Linked DNA regions of Bombyx mori: region 1 is linked to region 2. A link is a contact called in public Hi-C data. All regions are on one chromosome and are shown on one strand. The core of a region is the stretch at or near the end of the contact, and the rest is flanking DNA. Distances in the headings are between cores, read along the strand shown.

The links. Hi-C and Micro-C count contacts between places; a contact is called where the count stands out from the background.
Region 1: a Hi-C map of midgut shows a contact between it and region 2, with 1.5 times the contacts expected there. The contact joins two enhancer-like sites. A contact is called at or near these places in 5 of 7 Hi-C or Micro-C datasets (middle silk gland, midgut, posterior silk gland and 1 more).

The regions. Positions count from the first base shown.
Region 1 is chr10:7,928,144-7,934,969 of ASM3026992v2, reverse strand. The region is part of intron 1 of E75 (nuclear hormone receptor E75); the gene reads left to right. Among protein-coding and RNA genes, the nearest start is that of E75, 37 kb to the left of the region's middle. Within about 2 kb of position 4,554, at least 7 of the 8 cell types and tissues checked have open chromatin away from gene starts, as enhancers often do.
Region 2 is chr10:7,890,797-7,897,602 of ASM3026992v2, reverse strand. All of the region lies in intron 1 of E75 (nuclear hormone receptor E75), which reads left to right. Among protein-coding and RNA genes, the nearest start is that of LOC134199506, 56 kb to the right of the region's middle. Within about 2 kb of position 1,427, at least 7 of the 8 cell types and tissues checked have open chromatin away from gene starts, as enhancers often do.

The DNA of each region.
Region 1 (6,826 bases), core at 3,305-5,804, 34 kb before region 2:
AAATGTCCTCCGTGATGAAAACTTTATTTTTTAATGTAGGTATTAAAAGAAAATATTATTATAAAATAATACATCAGAACATCACACTTAATATCGAAGGAATTATTTAAAGGTCAACCAAAACTGATCTAGAATCTAGAGAAAGCATGAGTAAGTTATATTTGTTACAATCATTACATTTATCTTCTTAAAAAATCTTATGCTTACATATTATTAATACACATAATATACTCGTATTCGTGAAGCACAAATAAAGATTCAATTCATAAATGCATTACACGTAAAACGTGAATATTTTATTTTGATATGATTCTGCTAATTTATCTATGAACATTTATTTGCCTTTACTGAATACACAAAACTCAGTAACTATAGCGCTTTCCACGGCAGAAAACACATGCAACAGCCCGCTGAGTTTCTCGACGGATCTTCTCAGCGGGTCGCGATTTCGATCCGGTAGTAGAGTCATTCGCGAAGCAACTGCTCTTGAGTTGTTAGGTCTCCTTTGGAGGCACTCGGGCAGCTGTTAGCAAATCTCACTTCTCCAGACTGAGTTTTTGCTCTCCTGCCTGTCCTGGGGAAACTAGAAAGGCCTCCGGGCCACCAGTAATTCTTCATTCATAAAAAAAGGACAAATATGACAAATTACTGGGTAGGTTATTATTATCATAGTCTTTAAGGAGTCGCTTACTACTGTAGTAAATGTACTAAAAACCGCGAGTTGAAAAGGAAGGAGTAGTGGAAGATTTAAGGATAGAGTGAAGAGTCTATAAAACCGCTAATAATAAATAATAAGAACGGTGTAAGACACAAATAGCCATGGTCGCGAAAATAGAAGACCAAATTCTGAAAATGTTAAAAAGACAGTTAAATGCGTGAAAAGGTCACAGTATTCAGGTAAAACCATAACTATATTTAATTATTGGAAAAATAAAGCAACAAGTTGTACAAGCCATACAAAGCACGAAGAATATATCAGAAACTTTATCATACCCGGGCTGTGTCGATTTTACTTAAAGGTCGAGGATTTTACTAGACAACCAAGATGTATTGCCAAAGACGAAGGAATACCATGTAAGTACCGGACTGGACGTGAATCCACAGTCTCCACATTTATGAAGATGAAGTAAATAATAAATATCTCCAAATTATGTTATGATCATCAGTGTTAAATCAAAGCTAATTTTTAGTTAAACAAGACCTATGTACGTACCTATGTCATAACTACTTTATAATTTCAATATTAAATTTAAATAATGAGCTTTTTCTTACCAAGAACTAAAATACTTTCTCAAAAAAAGGACTGTAGTTCCTACATTCTAATAAACGCTATATATCCTAAACACACGTAAGTACCTACTGGACTTTATTATTCCAAATACATTATATTACTCAAATTATCCAACGGCATGGAAATATTCGCAAAGTCAACGCAGGCAATTAAAGGTGTAAATCTGGAAAATATCGTTTCTTGTTTGTATACGTAATTTAAGTCTGGGCAGCGCTCCGCTATTATGTTTGCATGAGCATGTGTTTTGTGGCATTGAACACTAATAATAATCGGTGAACTTGACATTGGGAGCGGAGGCTCGTCATCGCAGCAAGATTCACCTTCGCGCTTGCACATCGTTACGACTCGTTGGAGAGACAAGGATGAGCGATATTATCTTTTTGTATTCACGAGTGTTTGTAGGTCAGTCATGTATTTGTTCCGGACGATAGTCCGAAAGTCGGCTGGAGGTTACATTACGTGCCTAGTTATTTACGTCAGGACTGAGCAAATCAGCAAATATGTTTTGCCAAGATACACAATTAAAATTGATTTAAAAAAATCAAATGTAACTACACTTCCGAGAAACAAATTATGTATTTTAGAAAATATATTATTATGTGGGTATGTTTTTAAAGAAATTTTTTTTGAGAATCAAAGAAGATATGATAGGTATTTAACAGTTTCATCTATTTATTTATATAATATGGAATATTTAATCGTTTTACTCTATGAAAATTGCGGACAAAATTCTAATTTATTCCATTGGTTTTTTAACAAAATTGAGATCAGCGTACTCTAGCAGCCATTTTGAAACCTTTTTGTACGCAAGGAATCTGCAGACCATCGTCATGTTGGAAGAGTTCGCTAGATGGCGCTATGCCAGTGTAACTTTCTTTTTGAGTTTCACATAATAAAATATAGGTGGCATTGCTTGTTAAGAAGTTCAATCAGCTTTTTACTCGTATACTGAAATTTAAAATAAGATTTTTACTTACCTTACAATTTTTTTATATTACCATGTATTAATAATATATTATATTACCAAAACGAATATTTAATTAAGTATCTATCCAATTACCTACCTTTATAAATAATATTTTTTGTGTTTATATTGCATGGCGCGATATTTAAATAATACAAACAAACACAGTAAGATCTCTTTTTACTTTACATAATACCTATTAAATAATTACTGATAGTGAATTCAACATATTATTATGTTTTTAATTTTGTCATTAATGTGTGGTTATCAGTCTAAAAATATTTGGTTGGAAACTTCGCGATTCATCACATTGTCATGTTCTGTAGAGTGTAGACTAAGCGCTGCCGGACGGTGATTTTGCGACTGTACTACGTCAGCGATCAGTTCTTTAGCACGTTCCACGTAACAAAATGCGTCACTCGGTCGTCGCTCCCTTTAAAACAAATGAGTGAGATCATTTTGTTTATTACATTGCCCATTATGGTTTGACCTATTTTTATATGTTTATAGCCTTGTGCTGTGAATAGCAAATAGAATTAGTTAACAAAGTTTTTGTAGAAGTACATTTACGATAGCTTCACTGGTTAGTTATTGATTGGCGAGCCGGATTTAATTATTCTGTAGTATTATTATTTTATAATAGTATTATTGGTATTCGCTGTTACTATTTATAATATACTATTCAATAAATGGTTTATCGCACTATATAAACTACTAATCTATAATATCATCAAGTATTAGATTTTAAGTATTTGGGTCTTAGTGTATTTTTTTATAATTGCATGTTGTTTCTGATACTGATGATATACTGGTGGTAAAGTGCTTATGCAATTGGAATAACCGTCTTGTCTATAGTATTATTCTACGTTCTCTATTTTGTGAAGCAGTATTGCATTCCGGCCGTACGTACAGCCGTTCTCCTCTTCTTTTTCTCCACCTTATCCCATTAGGTGGGGTCGGCACAGTTAATTTTTCTCTTCCATTCTTTTCTTCTATGAGCCTTCATTGACACACTCCATCCATGTCTTCGGTCGACCTCTTCCTCCTCTACCTTGCACTACATTTCCATACATCTCCTAGTCACATGCATCTTCTCTCTACGCATCACAATATGTCCATACCACATACGTACAGCCGTTAAACTAAACAAATAAGATTTCGTGTCTCAAAGTAGGGGCGGGACTCGCTCTTTGATGACTACGGGTCCCTGTAATGGCTCAACACCAACTGAGCGCGTCCACCCGTCTAAGCAAACAACAACAAAACAATTTAATACGAAACATCATAAACTGAAAGTCAGTATTTTCCACTCACTTTTTGGATATTTTTAAAATTGGAGTTGATTGCAAATGACGCCCGCCTGTCTTAAATAGTTACGGAATCCACAGACACCGTAACAAGAATGCTGCTATACGCCTACCATGAGACATCTTGAGGCAGAAGTCGATCTCTCAATGATATCGGTATGGCTATTATTAGAGAACAGAGTAGTTGGATGTAGGTGATAATTTAATGACTCATTATGAATCTCTGCCTCTCTCTTTCTAGGTTAAAAAAACAAAAACTTATGCACAATTAATATTTTAAATACTATATATTACTTGCCAACAAAAAACTCCTCATTAAAAAATAAACCACATTTATTTGAGGTTAAGTTTCTGCTACTCGACGCTAGATGGCTCTGCTCTCCTGTTTGAGCGCTACAAATATAATCTGATAATATTAAAATTATTAATGTAAAAACTCCTTTTGTGGTGCGGTATAGCGGGAAGGTTTTTTGCTTCAGCATAAGTTGTTTTGCGTGTATTGGTAACGACCCCGTTTTGCTTTTGTCATTGCCATAGACCACGAGAGACAATGACCACATTACATCAGGTGGCCTGCAAGCTCGTTTGCCTTGGACCCAAAAAAACTGATACGTGTAAATGTGACGCATTTCTAACTTTTTATACAACATAATTTATGTAAATTTACATTTCATGTGTATTTTACAATAACCATTCAGCATTATCGTGTACCATCAATGATTTTTTTTATTGTTTCGTAATAACGAAAGCACAGTGAAATTCATGATAGAAGAACAAAAAAAATGTGGTTTCTCAATAGAACGGTTGTTGTTTTAAAGGCGTCTTCCATACATTATCTAGGTAAGTTAATCCAAAAGACCTTCAGGTGTAATATCGATATGACAGGAGCGTAATAAAATAAAGCAGTTTGCCGGAGAAGGGCGATATCGTAACTGTAGGCAGCGATAGCAAGCGGCCGCCGCGCAACCTTGCAGAGTTTGTTGCTCCCGGCGGGCGCGGGAGGGGCGCGGGCGGCGGGCTTGCGGGCGCGGGACGAGGCTCATCTGACCTCCAATGACACGGTCTAACTGCGCGAAACCACAGTTTTAACCAAACAGCATGCATTATCATAATTAATTTAAAACATAATTGCATGCCGTAAATATGTTTGCGTTTCATGTTTCAATGGTCTTGATAATTTAAACAGGCGATTCAATGACCAAGCACAATACTCGACCGAATAATAATCTCGACCCGAATCGTATCGCCGAATTCGCGAACGGAAAAATACGTTAGACCTTGATTTATTTATCGAACATGTGCTCACCTGATATCGTCAGAGACGGTCGCCGTGTCCAGGTTTCCCATTAGCCAACAACAGAGCTGATCCTAATATTCAAAACAAATATTTCTATTCTTATCTAAAACAATACGTAAATTTTTATTGTTGGTTTGTCCGTCTTTTTCACAGCACCACCACATGACGGAGCCATAGATCATTCCAATTTTCACAGAGAAACCCGTACATTACGAATCTAAAAATGACCGGTTGTTGTCGAAAAAACGAATTTACGGGTGAAACCTTGACGCGGACCCAGTTTAAAAATAGATTAAAAATTAGAGCTTTATCGCATTAATTAAATTTAAATGTAATGCTAATTTTGACGCGAGGAATTCTGAATTCCGACGCACAAAGCAGCGCGTTGACGTCACGCTCGTAATGAGTTTGTTTATTCAAATCAAAATACACTGGCAGATGTTGGCGGGATCCTTCACACAATACCGAAGGTAACGACAAAGTTCATCGTAACACTAACGTCAGTGGCGTCGTGTTTGTTCCCCCGCGCCTGCATTCACATGCAAATTTTAAGATAAACACGTATCATTATGAAAACATAACAAGATAATTACCTGACTATCATACGAAATTAAAGACCGTTCTTGATGAAGTTTATTGCTCTAATTGTAGGTTGTTTACTCTTGTTTTACGCACTTGTTTGGATTATGTACATGCCCTACGCAGATTCATGTTTCAATTATCATACATACGTACTTATTTGACTGTACATATGTGTATGATGTCTTTTTGATCGTCGTAGATAGGCAATCGTTCTCATCGCAGCCTGCACAGTTCACATCACATTTACTGGTGGTAGGACCTCTTGTGAGTCCGCGCGGGAAGGGACCACCATCCTGCCTATTTCTGCCGTGAAGCAGTAATGCGTTTCGGTTTGAAGAGTGGGGCAGCCCTTGTAACTATACCTTAGAACTTAAATCTCGAGGTGGGTGACACATTTACGTTGTAGGTGTCTATGGTATCTAGTAACCACTTAACACCAGGTGGGCTGTGAGCTCGTCCGCCCATCTAAACAATAAAAAAAAGCCGGTATTAAGTGATATAGAGCCCATTTAGAGACAACTGACAATGACTGTTTTTCCTAGTTATACGCTGGTAGCTTAAGAGGCTATTCCAGCTACGCCCGGACGGGTAGGTGAGCTCACGAGTCCAATCTGAGTGATTTTGCTAGCACTAGCAAGAGCAGTGCTTCGCTGAATCTACCACGGGATCGGAATCGCATCCCATTGAGAAGTTCCGGCGAGAAACTCAGTGAGCTGTGTCTATAGGCCAACAATGAAATCGCCTTAAAAAAATTAAGTAAATATTTCTATTGCTTTCAAGCAGACATATCCTTCAAATAGGAACAAAGAGAACGCAAAGATTTACGCTTGTAAACTGAAATAAAAAGCAAAAATGATCCCGGTCAGAATATTAGGAGTATTCTTCTTATATTGAGGAGGAGGTCAGAATATTAGTAGGAGTGATCTGAGGAATTGTTTGAGATGATACCGTCATCTCGTTTTTACCATCGCACCGCCCGCCACCGGAGTAGAGTTCATCCACAGTGCGCTTCCAGAGATCTTTTTTGCCACGTACCATCCGGCTTTGGTATGAGCTCCCCTCCACGGTGTTTCTCGAGCGCTATGACATATCCTTCTTCAAACGAGGCTTGTGGAGAGTACTTAACGGTAGGCAGCGGCTTGGCTTTGCCCTGGCATTGCCGAAGTTCTAAAATTGGGTAAAGTAATACAATTATTATATTACCATCAATCTTTGACCCGTGTACAAATTTTCAAGGTAATAGGACGTCTCCAAGTCTGTGAAAAATACGTTGAAAGGTTTCCATCACATATACTCGTATATGTATATAAATACAGTTCAAGCTAATGAAAGCATGTCAACAATGGATGGCGCGCGCCAATGGATGCCATCACAGTACATATTTT
Region 2 (6,806 bases), core at 178-2,677:
TATTTTAATTCTTTATTCGGAGATCGATTAGATCGATTAGAAATGCACTGAAAGAGAGATACATTGACATAATATTTGCTTTATAAGTGAGCAGATGCATGTTCCTAGGAGATGTATGGAAATGGTAGTGCAAGGTAGAGGGGAAGAGGTCGACCGAAAAAGTCATGGATGGAGTGTGTCAATGACGATATGAGGGAAAGAGGAGTGAGTATTGAGATGATCGCTGATAGAGGAGAACGGAATAGGAAAATATGCTGTGCCGACTCCACCTAGGGGGATAAGGCGTAGACAAAGAAAAATAATATCTGCTTTATAAACTAGATTAGTCATACAGTGAAACACTGAATTTAGATTTTGAAACGTCAATGGTGTTTGTTATCTTTGACATTTGGATTCGTAATCACACGATGATGCAGCCGTTTCAGAGATTACGTATTAACACAAACCGTTCTTATATATTTGGTTACACAAATAATTTCATTAATATGTCGTTGAGTATTTAATACCTATAGAGACGTTCTTATTTTTAAATAAGTTATTGTAATCTTCCGTTCCAAAACCAAAAAAAATAATTATTGTAATCTTCCTTTTTTCTAAATTTTTTATTCCAATTTTAAAATAGATTTCGAAACATAGGAGAACAAAAAAAAACAAAAAAGGTCTGCAACGAACCAAAAAGTTTTTTTTTTTATCGAAAATTGTTACATAGTTGAGTAATGAGGAAGAAATAGTATTTATAGTGGAAAATGGACTTATATGACAAATTGAAAAACCAAAAAGTGTAGTAAGGGTGGGTGGCGTTAGGGGCGGGCGGCCCGTAGCTGGTTCTACGTGTGCGGGCGGCGTAGAGCGGGCGCGCGCCATTCGCGTCGACGCCACCGCCGGCCGCACGCGCTCCTGACGCGCTGCCTCACGCGTCTCCCGCGCTCCTTCCCGCCGACAGACATGACGGTCACTGAGTGCCACCACCAACTCGAGCCCAGCGACGCTACTGCTCAATCGCCGCCCAACGACTCCGATCTACTCCTGGGCAGGGTCCTAGCAGGTCAGTCCCATCATTATCCTCACGACCACCACCATCACATTCTCTCAGTTATGCTTCTAAACTTAATTTTTTTTGTATCAGTCGCCTTTAATTATTAGCTTTTCATTATTTTATTTGTATTTCATTGTTTATTGTTATCAAATTCTCATAACATTCATTTCGTGTAAACGAACGTCCCCGCACGAATATAAATATTAGGTTATCACTATGATATAATAATAATAATCTTTACCATGAATGATTCTGTAAAGCGATTGATTAAATAACTGTAGTAATAAATAGGGATAGAAGAAGTCCTTTTCACTTTCATACGAGACTGGTATGGCGGGCGAATGCGGGGCGGTGCAGGTGAAGCGGGGGCTGGCCGCGAATCTAGGGCAAACGGAGTTCGTTGCCCTCGGCCTTCCCGGCTATATTCGACGTCGCTAATCACCATCGCGCTCCCGCACCCCTCCATACCCCCCGCTTCCCATTTTTCTCTAATCGGTCGGACGTCGGACTAGGAATTAAATTTTAAATATTTTGAGGAAATTAAACACAACATTTTGAACTATTGAAACAATGAAGTAACCAATTAAATGTTTTGACTTTTGGACCTTGTCAATAATAAAAAACGTTATTTTTTTAAATATATATATCTAAAGTAGGAACTAACTATTTTTAGATTTAAAATGTAATCGCAACAAGATCGTTTTTTTTTTAATACCATTCATTATGAATACATATTGCCAGTTTCCGAATACGGTAATTTTAGGGAAATCTTTTAATATTATTTCAAAAAACGATATAACTAATTTTGTGAATATACTTCAAATGATGAAGTTAAAATAGTTAGGTGTTATTTTAATCAGATCAACATGGTATGAGTAAAGTTATATATGATAGGAAAATATATGATCAGCAAGGAGAACATGCGAATCTATGAGCAGAATTTATGGTTGACTTGAGTATTTCGCAAGTGGAACCCATCGCTGAATGCCATTTAATTTTGGAGGCCGCGTGCGCAGTCGGAGGGCCCGCGGTCAACGGCCCCGCGCGCTATCTAGGTCGACTCGGAATAATCTAGCGGAGATACTCTAATAATAATCCACAAGAAACCTTGAGATGTACGGCTGTCCCACTCCCACTCATGGCACTTCTGTACCCGCAAATAGTGACAACATTCTGTTTCGCAATATAGATTCGTTATGCGGAGTCACCAACAAAATTTTACTGTCTCTTTTTCGCTATGCGCCTAGGCACTATAACTGGGCAGACTTGATAACTAATATAGTTACATTTTGATTTAGATTAGGGAGTATCCTGTAAAGAAAATCTTATTTGAATTTCAATTATTTTTAAATAATTATAAAGATTAATGATTCGGCAAGTTATTACAACACAGTCTATTAATAAACAGACAATTTCTTATGGAAATTAACTGTTTTATGTTCAATTCAAGTCAAGTCCCTGACCTAACTCAACGTTCGTTATCGATTGATAGCTTATAGGGTAAACTAAATTACATATTTATCCATTTAGAATTATTTCTCAACACACGTTTTTTGATTAAACTTAAATTAATTATTTGACATTTCGAAGCATTAGTTTAATTAAGCATTATAGGTATTTCTAATTCGGCACTCGTTCGAGTAAAACCTCTTCCTTATTTGTCGAGAAATGATTTATTAGAAGTATAAATCAAATTGGTAATAAAACCTTAAAGTAATAAGACTGTTTAGAGTATTGGAAAAAAAAAAAAAAAAAACGTCGATCATAATTTTACGCGACGTAAACTAAACTCGTGTGATCGATCGTAAATGTTTTATTTTACGAAGCGTGTATGGTAAAAATAATATTGAAACAATGTGTTGCGTGTGTAATGTGTGACGTGTACGAGGAGAGGGGGGTGCGGGGCGCGGGCGCCGCGGCGACTCGGTATTGCGATCAAGGCCTCGAGTTCGTTCACCCGCCCGCAATTGGGTCACGTTGGTCGCTCTGCGCCGCGCACCCCACACACAAATAACTGTTTAAATCACACTAAATCCGTACCTGTAACGTCACACATACACTATGTGGGTAACCTTAATTATTTACTTCAAAACAGCATATGTACCGTCCAAATACTTAAAGTTCTTAAGAAATCGTCAAAACAAAAAACGTGACGCGCACAAAAAACGAACACTATTGCCATATTTTGATTATGTTTGTTAGTTAATTTACGCAATCAAATTTGATTTATGTTAACAAATCTATGTTAACCAATTATTTTATATCAACGAAAGCACTGTTGTTAAACTCGAAGGCGAGTTATTTGTGTTAATATTGAGAAGTAAACATGTGATTTGTAAGAATTTCATCATTACACTTCGCCATCCTTCACCTACTTGTTACTTAACCATAAAGAGGCAGCAATTCAATCAACTTGCTATGGGTATACGGATAGATAGATAGTATATGGATTTTGTTGATTAAACGCATTTTTTTTCTACCGAAGCTGATTGATGGCTTAGAGAGACCAAGTCGGCGTCACCGGACTAGAAAATGCATATAATCTATATTTCCAATGATTCATTTATTCAAACTTCAAAATAATTAACGACCTATCTCATTGAAAATAATTACGTCACATAACCGTTTAGAAAAATTTAATTAATTAATTTTTTAAATCACACTTACATAATTTTGTTATGTTTAATTCAATTTCAAATTATTAAACTTATTATGGTATATAATTTTTTCTAAAATTAGTTAACGAGATGTAAATAAATCGAATTCACGGACCGGTTAGTTATCCATAAACATCGCGCATTATTATAAATTAAATTATGAATAATATTAAAAGCGCAACGTTGTGTTGGATAAAGATTACGCAACGTAATAATATCATTTGAGTGAAAGTGGCGAGTAAAAGTTATCAGAAAAGCGGGGACAAGGGAGTAGGTAGGCTCAGGGGTGAGCGGGGTGTGAGCGGGTGACGGGCGGAGGGGAGTAAGACCGTCAGAGTCTGCGGGTCGACGCCCGCGCCGCCCTGACCCCAATTTGTTCTGCGCTCGCGTCATATCGTGCAGACCTCTCTCGTCCAGGCGCTCTGAACGGAAAATACCCATCGTTACGACATAACTGTTTTTCAACTTTTTTTTTGTTTTTTGTTTCTCTTGTTCTTCAATAACAGTTAAGCAGTACGAGTCGAATCGATCGATTAAAAAAACTTCTGTAAAATTAACACATTTAAATTATCAATTCACATAGTCATCAAACTATAATTCATAGAATATATGCATATATATTTTTTTATGACTGCTTACTAGTGCTACGTCTAGTTATTTTTTCTGTTTTTACTAATAAAATCGAAAACTTTTTTAGTTACCGGTCAATTTGACCGAGCGCGGCTGGAATAGGTACACAAGAACTGCCGGCAGTTTTAGTGTTATGAGTACTTATTCAGGGAAAACTACCTTTTTATACACAACGTAATATGTAAACACACACACATACACCGAAATTAGAGTGTATTCTATTGCGAAAACATTTAATATTCAACCGTAATTAAGGATTGTGAAAGGGCAAACTCGCATATGGAACTAAGGGCACATGTATTTTAAAATAGACGGACATCGCTCAGTCATAAACATCGTATTTAAACTATAAACTCTAAAACCGTGGGAACGTAATAAAATTGTGGTTATTTATGAAAAAAAAATTGGACTGTGACATACTTGGACTATGACACATTTATTCATAGTTCCTAAACGAACTCCTACACTAACTCCACAATAGCGTAGTCTTTTTTTTCTCTGAGTCGCCTAGCTGTCCGAGTTTCTTCATTACACAAACCCACGTTTATTAACATGGAACGTTGTATTCGTTACCTAGTTTTTTGTAGCGTAATCTTTCAATGTAAACACTGTCCGTAATTGCATCTGTGCGGGACGAACGGTTGTCGTGCAATTCTAAATTAAACAACTGATTTTTGAATTCATAAAGCGAAAGGCAAAAGAGATTGTGTCCGCTTCGACTGTACAAGAGTCAAGTGAACTAAAGAAATACCACTAAAAATATAATTAATTATACTCTAGGTTCCCTTTTGTGATACCTAAGAAACTACTCATTAGTCGAACGCTTAGTGATCTTAACTACTGTAACTATTCCATTTTGGTAATGATGTATAAATATATCTTTTGTATTTAACTAGCGACCCGCCCTCGCTTCGCTTCGGAAACTGTAATTTATTATTGATTTCTCCATGGATGTTATTATACATATAAACCTTCCTCTTCAATCACTCTATCTATTAAAAAAAACCGCATCAAAATCCGTTGCGTAGTTTTAAAGATTTAAGCATACATAGGGACAGATATAGGGACAGCGAAAGCGACTTTGTTTTATATTACTATGTAGTAATGTATCGCACTGTTTATTTGTTTTTTGGTGTACAATAAAGAATACTCTCTCTCTCTCTCTCTCTCTCTCTCTAATATATCGTGTATATAAAAATGTGTGGTTGCTTTTTAAATTCACGTAGCAACCGATTAATAGATCGTTGTTATTATGTTAAAAGATGTAGGTTTATGGGCCAGATTGAGACATAGACTAGTTTTATCCGACAAAAATTATTAAATATTTGTTCTATTCATTTAGAATTAATTGTACTGGTGGTAGGACCTCTTGTGAGTCCGCACGGGTAGGTACCACCACCCTGCTTATTTCTGCCGTGATAATGCGTTTCGGTTTGAAAGGTGTGGCAGCTGTTCTAACTATACTTAGATGTCTATGGGCTCCAGTAACCACTTAACACTTAACTAAGCAATAAAAAAAAAATTAAAAAATAATGTGACATTTAATATGGGTAAAATCATTGCGTATACAACTGTTAAAATTGAGGCAAGGATCGGCGATTTCAATCGTTGCGTGATAAAATACTGGCTTAATGAATAGCAGAGTTTATCTCGACGTACATAAATATAGGTCGTATCCTTCGCGACATGGATATAACTACTATAACTACTCGTTCCGATGACTATGCCCGTGTTGATGATTAACTGTAGTGGGTCGAGTCATGAGTCAGTGGTGACCCAGATGCGGCAGGCTGTATCGACTGTAAGCGGGAGCCGCGGCCTACGTGCTCTAAATACTCTCGGAGTAGGTTAGGGAGCGGGGTCAACGAACTCAGCTTGCCCTAACCCCGCCGAACTTTCCAGGCCACTCAAATATATTATAAATATAAGTCGCCCACCTAACTACAACTGGTACACAACTAAGGTGAAAAATAAATCCTTTAAATTATAGAAAAACAAATTCGATTTTGTTTTAGAGAAAAACTTACCATGCCAAGATTGGTAGCCATAATTTTTATTTTCAAGCATATTCAAACAATCCTAATAAGTTTTTACTGGGAAATAGCTTAAATTACGTCAAAATATCAGGGAAATACGATAATAATATTATTATAACTGTTGATATCAAACAAAAATAACTAACTGCAACAACAATTTGGAATAATTTCAAACATAAATCAAGGATAGCGCCATCTAGTGTCGAGTAGAAACAAGTAACAGCTATGTCAATAGATGTCGCTCACCTCCTAAAACGAATATTTTTGTGTTTAATTTTTTTTATAATGAAAACGTGCATTGTAAACAATCTTGAGAAACATTCAATAGAGTTCATTAAAATTTCTTCTGTATTAATTATTCACAGACTCATTAAAGCAATACACAATATACGTGATGCTTGTAAAATTTATTGAATAAAAAGTATACTAAGTAGTAGTATGTATTGC